Regions from separate parts of the Sus scrofa genome. Here region 1 is linked to region 2. The links are chromatin contacts, called in public HiChIP or PLAC-seq maps. All regions are on one chromosome and are shown on one strand. Each heading gives the region's core, a stretch centred on a gene start, on an enhancer-like site or on the middle of the called end of the contact. The rest is flanking DNA. Distances are from core to core; before and after follow the strand shown.

The links. HiChIP or PLAC-seq counts read pairs in DNA pulled down with a chosen protein or histone mark.
Region 1: a contact with region 2 is called in an H3K27ac HiChIP or PLAC-seq map of alveolar macrophages. The contact joins the promoter of CHERP here to the promoter of NWD1 in region 2. A contact is called at or near these places in 1 of 47 Hi-C or Micro-C datasets (skeletal muscle) and 1 of 2 datasets of contacts at active chromatin or transcription factors (alveolar macrophages).

Annotation. Positions count from the first base shown.
Region 1 is chr2:61,060,944-61,064,873 of Sscrofa11.1, reverse strand. It overlaps CHERP (calcium homeostasis endoplasmic reticulum protein), which reads right to left and starts at 1,914. Exons shown (of 17, transcript XM_021083582.1): 1 at 1,770-1,914; 2 at 1,286-1,459. The coding sequence starts at 1,794.
Region 2 is chr2:60,904,639-60,908,349 of Sscrofa11.1, reverse strand. It overlaps NWD1 (NACHT domain- and WD repeat-containing protein 1), which reads left to right and starts at 1,814. Exons shown (of 18, transcript XM_021083579.1): 1 at 1,814-2,587.

The DNA.
Region 1 (3,930 bases), core at 665-3,164, 160 kb before region 2:
CCCCCATTATAGCACCACGTCCCAAGAAGGTCCTGATTTCTGACCTTCCAGGATGGGAATAGGCTCCCCTTGCAGGGAAAGCATCTCTCACCTCACAGGAACCGGAGCCAAAACACTGTCCTCCCCTGCCCAATTATGCCACCTGCTTCAATATCCAACTGGCCCTTCCCTTTAACCCCAACTGTCCCCAGGCCCACATTCTCTACTCGACCTGCCAACTTAATTCAGATTTTACCACCAAACTGGTCCTAGACTCCACTCAATGCTCCCTCCAATCTGTCCTCCATACAAGTCACCCAAAACCCAACATTTTCAGGCAACAGACCTCCTCCACCCTCATCTCAAACATACACAGGCACCAGAAGAACACCAGACTAAAGAAGAAAACCCAAGCTTTTCCCTGGCATTTACCACTCCAGATCAAACCCGACCCTGTCGACACACATCAAAACTCCAGCCATGCTGGGCTGCTCACAACACACTGTGTTTGCAAACGTGATGACTGAGGTTTCTTTCCGCTCTCAAAACACACTGTGCTTGTTCAAGCCATTGAACCTTTGCTGTGTCCTATGAACTCTTTATTGAACACCTACTACGTGCTACCTATTAGGCACAACAATGCCAAACAAGGCCCGGTTGGCCGTGGGGAACTTGTAGTTCAGGGAGCATCCACCTTTCAATGTCCATCTACTTGGCAATCTAGAACACAACATATCTGGAAGCTAAGGATTCACTACTGAACAGGGCAGATGTGGGTTCAGGGATCTTTACTACCTGGTGATTATCTGTTATTCAGAGACCAACTGTGTTAACCAACCCCATCTTAAGCTCTTTTAGAAGAGGGTTGGAATTTTGATACCAAGAACTAATACCCACGAAACAACTCATTTTTGATCTAGGCTACAACCATCTTAAAATGCACAAAAACCTCGCTGGACAGTATTTGCCCCAAGGGTCTCACCCAATCTGGCTTCTACTACTTCCTCCCTGGAAACCGCTGAAGTAGTCACTACCTTCCTGACCTCAGTCATCACGTTTGCAAAACAAGAGTAAACCCTGATCTGGAGCCCAGCAAAAGGATCGATAACCCCGTTCTCCATTACACTGGGACCCAGCTGCCGCACGGGTGCAGAGCCCCGGGAACAGCGAATGGGACCGTGAAGACCGAGCTAATCCATATTCCCAGAAGAACAAGCGATTTAAAAAAAGGCGGTCTGTGGCAGAGCCCGAAATGGAATCAGAAAGGAATCGCTGGAGAGGACGGCCGGAGAGCAAGAGAACTCACGCTGCTGCTGCTCCAGCGCCAACTTGCACTTATAGTAACTGTAGAACTCTCCTCCGAACAGAAACGAAAATTTTGGGTTGTCCTTCTGCTTCTCCATCGTCATCTTTTCAAATTCGGGCCCATTCCGAGCCACGAACTGGGCCAGCTTGTCGATGACATTTCGGAGCTCCTGGTCTGGAGGACGGAGAAAAGGCCACGCGGGGCGTCAGCGAGAACCGCCCAAATTCGGGGGCCCTGTCGTCCCAGCCCGCGTCTGCTGGGCCGGGGGTCCCTAGGGGTGGGTCCGGGAAAGGCCGCCTTTGTACGGGTCCCGATAGGGGCCAGAAGCGCGCCGAGAATGCGGGAACCCGCGGGAGAGGCCGCAGGCGGACCCCGGAGGCCGAGCCCCGCCCCCTCCTAGGCCCGGGGACCCCGGGAGGCGAGGTAGGCCAACAGGGGATTCCGGGGAGAGAGAAACAGCCTTCGAGCCCAGGCTGGGCCTCACCATCAGGCGGCAGCGGCATCTCCATGGCTCCAGCCGCGGGGAACGTCCTCCGGCGCCTCACGATCGCCCACCAGGGCCGTCTGCGGAAGCCGGCCGGAAGTGGCGCGAGGGAGCCTTTTACGACTGGCTTCGCGCGCTGCTTCCGCCCGCCACTTACGGCCGTCGCCAGGAAACCCCGGAAGTGAGGAAACGAGGCAGGCGGGAAGAAGCCGCGAGGGGCCGAACGCACGGAGGGGCGAGCACCACGCACGCGCAGGGGCTTTCCCGCGCATGTGCGGAATGGACTTCTGTAGCGCGACGCGAGGGAACGGCTGGAACGGTGCAGGCGGCCGTTAGCTGCTCTTGGGGCGTTTTCCCACGTTACGTGTTGCAATGCGAGGACTTGGGCAGTAGATTCTTCCGTAGGACTAGGGGCCCTGGGGAGTTACTGCGCTAGTCAGTGCCCTATTTTCTCCCAGCGAGGCGGCGGTGCGGAAAATACGAGGTGAGGTGCGTCCAGGAGGCGCCTGGGCTGCGGCGCCGGTCACATCCTCCCGGGCTCGTCCGGATGTAAAAGTAGAACTGGGAGGCTACAGGCGTGGCGGGGATGGAACAGGGCTTATCGAGGTTCAAAAGTTTCTCCTGCTGTGCTTCTTTTCTTTAATCCAACTCTTTGATAAAGAAGACTTAGGGCGAGGGGACACCTCCACCTCTACTCCCTCCGTTTTCAGAAGCCTTTCAGAGCTCGCGTGGCTTCTGTGTAGTCATTCAAGCGGGTGCCGGGCCTTCTAGGCTGCGCGGTCAGAAAGATGCACCTTGAAATACGCAGTTATGTTACTTATGAAACTTTGAGGAGTTCCCACTGTGGCGAAACGGGATCTGCAGCGCCAAGACACAGATTGGATTCCCCGGCCGGGCTCAGTGGGTGAAAGAATCCGGCTTAGTTGCCCCAGCTGCAGCGTAGGTCACAACTGCAGTTCAGATTTGATCCCCGGGCCCATATGCCCCGGGGCGGCCAAAAAAAGTGAAATAAAACGATGGTAAAGTTAACGCTTGCTAATTGCGGGGAAAGATAGCAAGGAACAGCAAACGTTAAAGAAACGTAGACTTGTGACTTCCCTCGCAATCTGAACGCTTTTGGGATTACCATTGTTAACATTAACACTTAGTTGGCGGTACCTCCCTACTCTGAAAACGGTGTTGGGGTGTTTTAGATACATTTTTTAAATTGTTACTTAGTTTCTCCATCTGACGTTATAGATTGTCTCCTGTATCCCAAATAGTATTCTTAGACTAGAGGCTGGCAAACTTTTTCTATAAAGGGCCAGATAGCAAATATTTTTGCTGGCCAAGACCCAAAATCAAGGATATTATGTAGGTGTTTGGCCAAGAGCCAAAATCAAGGATATTATGTAGGTGCTTGGTGCTTATATAACCAAAGAGAAAAATGTGCATAACACTTTTTAGTGGTAGAATTTATAAATAGAGTGTTACAAATACAGGTCTGAATGGAAAGCTTTTGGGGGATTCCAAGTCACTCTTTCCTGTCATTAACTGATTCTAAATGTCACCTGCAAAGACCATTCTTGGTTCACAAAAAGGCAGGCTAGATGTATGTAGCTTGTGGATGAAACAATTCAAACCTAAGCTCTGCTTTCAGAAGCCCACAGTCTGGGTAGGCAGAGACCCATAAATCAGTAGTCAAATGTGTCAGTACATAAGTATTATTAAGGACAACAGAAGGGTGCTGAGATCATAAGGTGGGAGGGCAGTGCCTACCTTGATAGGGTTGTCTGAGAAGGCCTTTAGGAGGTGAGGTTTGCACTGACATCCCACTCAGTAACTATGTGAAGTGTCCAGGCAGAGTGAATATCAAGTGAACGTTCTCAGTAATCTGCATAGTGTGATTTTTTTTCCTATGCCAGTAAAGATCTGTAATATCGAGAAGCTTTAACCTGTGATCCACCATAAATGGCCTTTAGAGCTAGCACAACATTGTACATAATGTATATTCTCGTGAGTTGAAGAAACATAGCATTTATCATTAACAGGATCTGTGAACCAAAAATGTATGGTTTTTTTTTTTGTCTTTTTGCCTTTTCTAGGGCCGCTTCTGTGGCATATGGAGATTCCCCAGGCTAGGGGTCGAATCCGAGCCGGATGGTCATTTTTAATGACCTCA
Region 2 (3,711 bases), core at 565-3,064:
AATCCATGATGAACGAAACATCAAAATCTTAATAAAAACAGGATCCAACCCTGCATTAGCTCCTCACTCATGTTACTGTATTTTAAATTGTGACATTTAATTTACTGAAAAATTTTCTGCATTGAGTTTGATTCTTTTAAATATTGCTTTGAAAATTATTTATCCTTTTATGACAATAAAAATATGAAAAATATTATTTTATCTTTGCTGGTTGGTTGTTTTGGAGGCCCCTCTTCTAAATGTTATGCCCCAGGTCAGCCAGCCCCTCTCTGGCCTCCCGCACCTGGCCCTAGATCAAGCTCACGGTCAGGCCCAGAAATGGCCACCAGGGGGCGCTGCTTCCCCACTCATGCTCAGCCCAGGTATATTCCAGGCTAAGAGTTGGATTCAGTTTTAACATCCCAGCCCAGATCCCTCATCTGTATCATGGGAATAGTAACATTAGGCTTGGGGGATGGCAGAGGAGGTTTGGAAGTCCCCTGCCTAGGGCTCAGCCCCTATTCAACACGGAATGACAGTCATGTCTATATCCTAAGAGCACAAATGGAACAATATTTAATTTTCCTACAGAGAATTTCAAACACTCGGAAAAGTAGGAAGAGTGGTGTAATGAACCCCCAGTCCCAGCCCTGACCACCAGCACCCTCTGGCCAACCCCACTCCATCCATCTCACCATCTGGGATTATTATGTTGAAGCAAAACTCAATCATTCCATGAATCATCATGCTGGAAATATTTTATTCTGAGTCTCTAAAAGATAAAGATTTGGAAAAAAAAGAAACTAACTACAATACCTTTATCATGCTTTAAAAACTTTGCCAAGAATTCTTTAATGCCCGCAGATTCCAATGCAGCCAAATGCGGTTTGCCTCTCATCTCCGTTGCTCCCTTGCCAAGAGAACTTGGGCACATTGTTGAATTTCTCTGAAGGTCACTGTCCGCATCAGGAAACCGGGGTAGCCAACTGAAGTCCTCAGGTCTCTGGGAGTATCAGAGACAGTATAGATATTAGCACCTGAAATTAAAGTCCCCCAAAATATAATAACATGACTACAGTAACATGAATATAATAACACAACAGAGAAGTGGTTCTCAACCAGGCAGAGGAGGTGGGGATTCGTCCCCCAGGGGACACTGGGCCATGTTGGAGACGTTTGGGTGTTTTCACAATTGGGAGTGGTGGGGCTACTGGCATCTGGTGGTAGAGATTAGGGATGCTCTTCTATATCCTGTAGTGCATAGGACAGCACCCCAATAAAGAATGACCTGGCCCTAATGATCGATAGGGCCAAGGCTGAGAAACCCTGCTCTGAAGACTTAGATTTCATTAACACTTGCTGAAACAGTGCCATTGGAGCCTTTGATTCCTGACTCTGCCACTAGTTGGGTGAACCTGGTAGCTGTAAAAATAGTAATGAATCAGCGCTCCCATCATGGCTCAGCAGTTGACAAACCTGACTAGCATCTATGAGGATGTGGGTTCAATCCCTGGCCTCTCTCAGTGGGTTAAGGATCCAGTGTTGCCATGAGCTGTGGTGTAGGTCACAGACGTGGCTCAGATCTGGTGTTACTTCGGCTGTGCTGTGGCGTAGGCAAGCAGCTACAGCTCCAATTTGACCCCTAGCCTGGGACCCTCCATATGCCGCAGGTGTGGCCCTAAAAAAAAGTAATGCATCAGGAGTTCCCTGATGGTTTAGCTGGTTAAAGATCTGGTTTTGCCACTGCTGTAGCTCGGGTCACTGCTGTGGCTCAGGTTCAATCCCTGGCCTGGGAAATTCTGCCTGCCTTGGGTGCAGCCAAATAAATAAATAAATTAATAATAATAATAATTAATCATAGCCAACATTCCATGGGTTCTTTGCTTGAGCTAGGCATGGTGCTAGCTTTACCCTATTGGTAAGTATGTCTCATTCTCTCACCAGCTCAGGAGGTGGTTGAGAAAAACTTAAGCCCAGGGAGACCAAGTGGTCCACACAAGGGGCTTCACCTCTTTGGACCTCATTTCCTACAGTGGTGGAACAGGATCATAGGGATCACATGGACTGCCCACCACAAAAGGCATCTGCTAGGATGAGCCTATTAGCCAGGCACACAATGGTTAACTGCCAAGTCTGGCCAAGTGCCCAGCAAAGCTGGGGCTGGAGAATGAATTTCTTTCATTCTCCCAGTTGCTGGGAGATTTGGCATGGAGAGATTTGAGAAGAACCGAGCACAAAAGTTACTAGGATTGCTGGGGGCTTGCCTTCCAGGCAGTGCCAGGCCCAGAGAACTTACTTCTCCAACTTACTTTCCCAGAAGATTTGAAATTGGCCCTTCCACCACCAGCAGGAGCCAGAGGAAGCCTGGAGCTCCCAAGGAAAACCTCCGTCCTTCCTGAAAAACCTAGTCTTGCTTAGTGGTCTGTGGTGACAAACAAGAGGCGAGAAAGATGGATAATTTGGATGAGTCTGCTGAAGGGACAGTTATTTCTTGAGCACCTACCATGGGGCCAGACACGTCAACCTCGGCAGACAGTCTCAAAGTCATGGACGTCATGTTCTTGCAGGAAAGACAAATGGTAAACAAGCAAGGAAGAAACAACTGGTGGTGAGTATCGTGCAGAGAATTAAATTAGGGTGATGGTACAGGGAGTGACTTGGGAGGTCACTGAGTAAGGGGATGGTCTGAGGGAGCCTCCCAGGAGGTGGCTGTTAAGCTGAAATGTGAATGACCTAAAAGGATGCAGGATGGAAGGTTTAGGTATGGCATGTGCAAAGGCCCTGAGACTGAAATGCATTGGCCAGTGTTAGACCAGGGTTCTCAACCAGGCAAGATTCTGCCCCCTGCTGGACATTGGCAATGTCTGGAGAGATTTTTGTCACAACTTGGGGGGTGGGGAGGAGTCCGCTACTTGTTTCCAGTGGGTCAAAGCCAGGATGCTCCTCAATATCTTACAATGTATGGAGTTCCCGTCGTGGCGCAGTGGTTAACGAATCTGACTAGGAACCCTGAGGTTGCGGGTTCGGTCCCTGCCCTTGCTCAGTGGGTTAACGATCCGGCGTTGCCGTGAGCTGTGGTGTAGGTTGCAGACGCGGCTCGGATCCTGCGTTGCTGTGGCTCTGGCGTAGGCCGGTGGCTACAGCTCCGATTGGACCCCTAGCCTGGGAACCTCCATATGCCGCGGGAGCGGCCCAAGAAATGGCAACAACAACAACAACAACAATAATGCCGAGGGAGCGGCCCAAGAAATAGCAACAACAACAACAAAAGACAAAAAAAAAAAAAAAAAATCTTACAATGTATAAGATGTCCCCCATTGCAAAGAATAATCTGGTCCCAAATGTTAGCAGTGCTAAGATTGGAAATGTCAGGGCTAGAGGAATAGAAGGAAAGCCTAGTGTGAGTGTCAAGGTCAAAACCTTCCCATCCTCTTAGTGAGGAGACCGTTAACCAAGGGAACATGACCATGAACTGGAGTAGGGTCAGGTCCAAGGGGACTAATAGGGACCCAGGGAAATGGAGGAAGATACCAAGATTTAGTGGACGCAAATTCAAGGTCAGGAGACTGATAAGGAGGCACTAAGAGAAGGGCTAGACCAACTAGAATCCAGAGCTAGGGCCTGGGTGAGCCTGGCAGGGTGCATCTGAACCAAAGGGTCTGGTGGATTGTGGGAAGGTGACTGGATGGCCAGGCTGACTTAGGGGTTGGGGGGAGTCCTTGAAGGACAGGG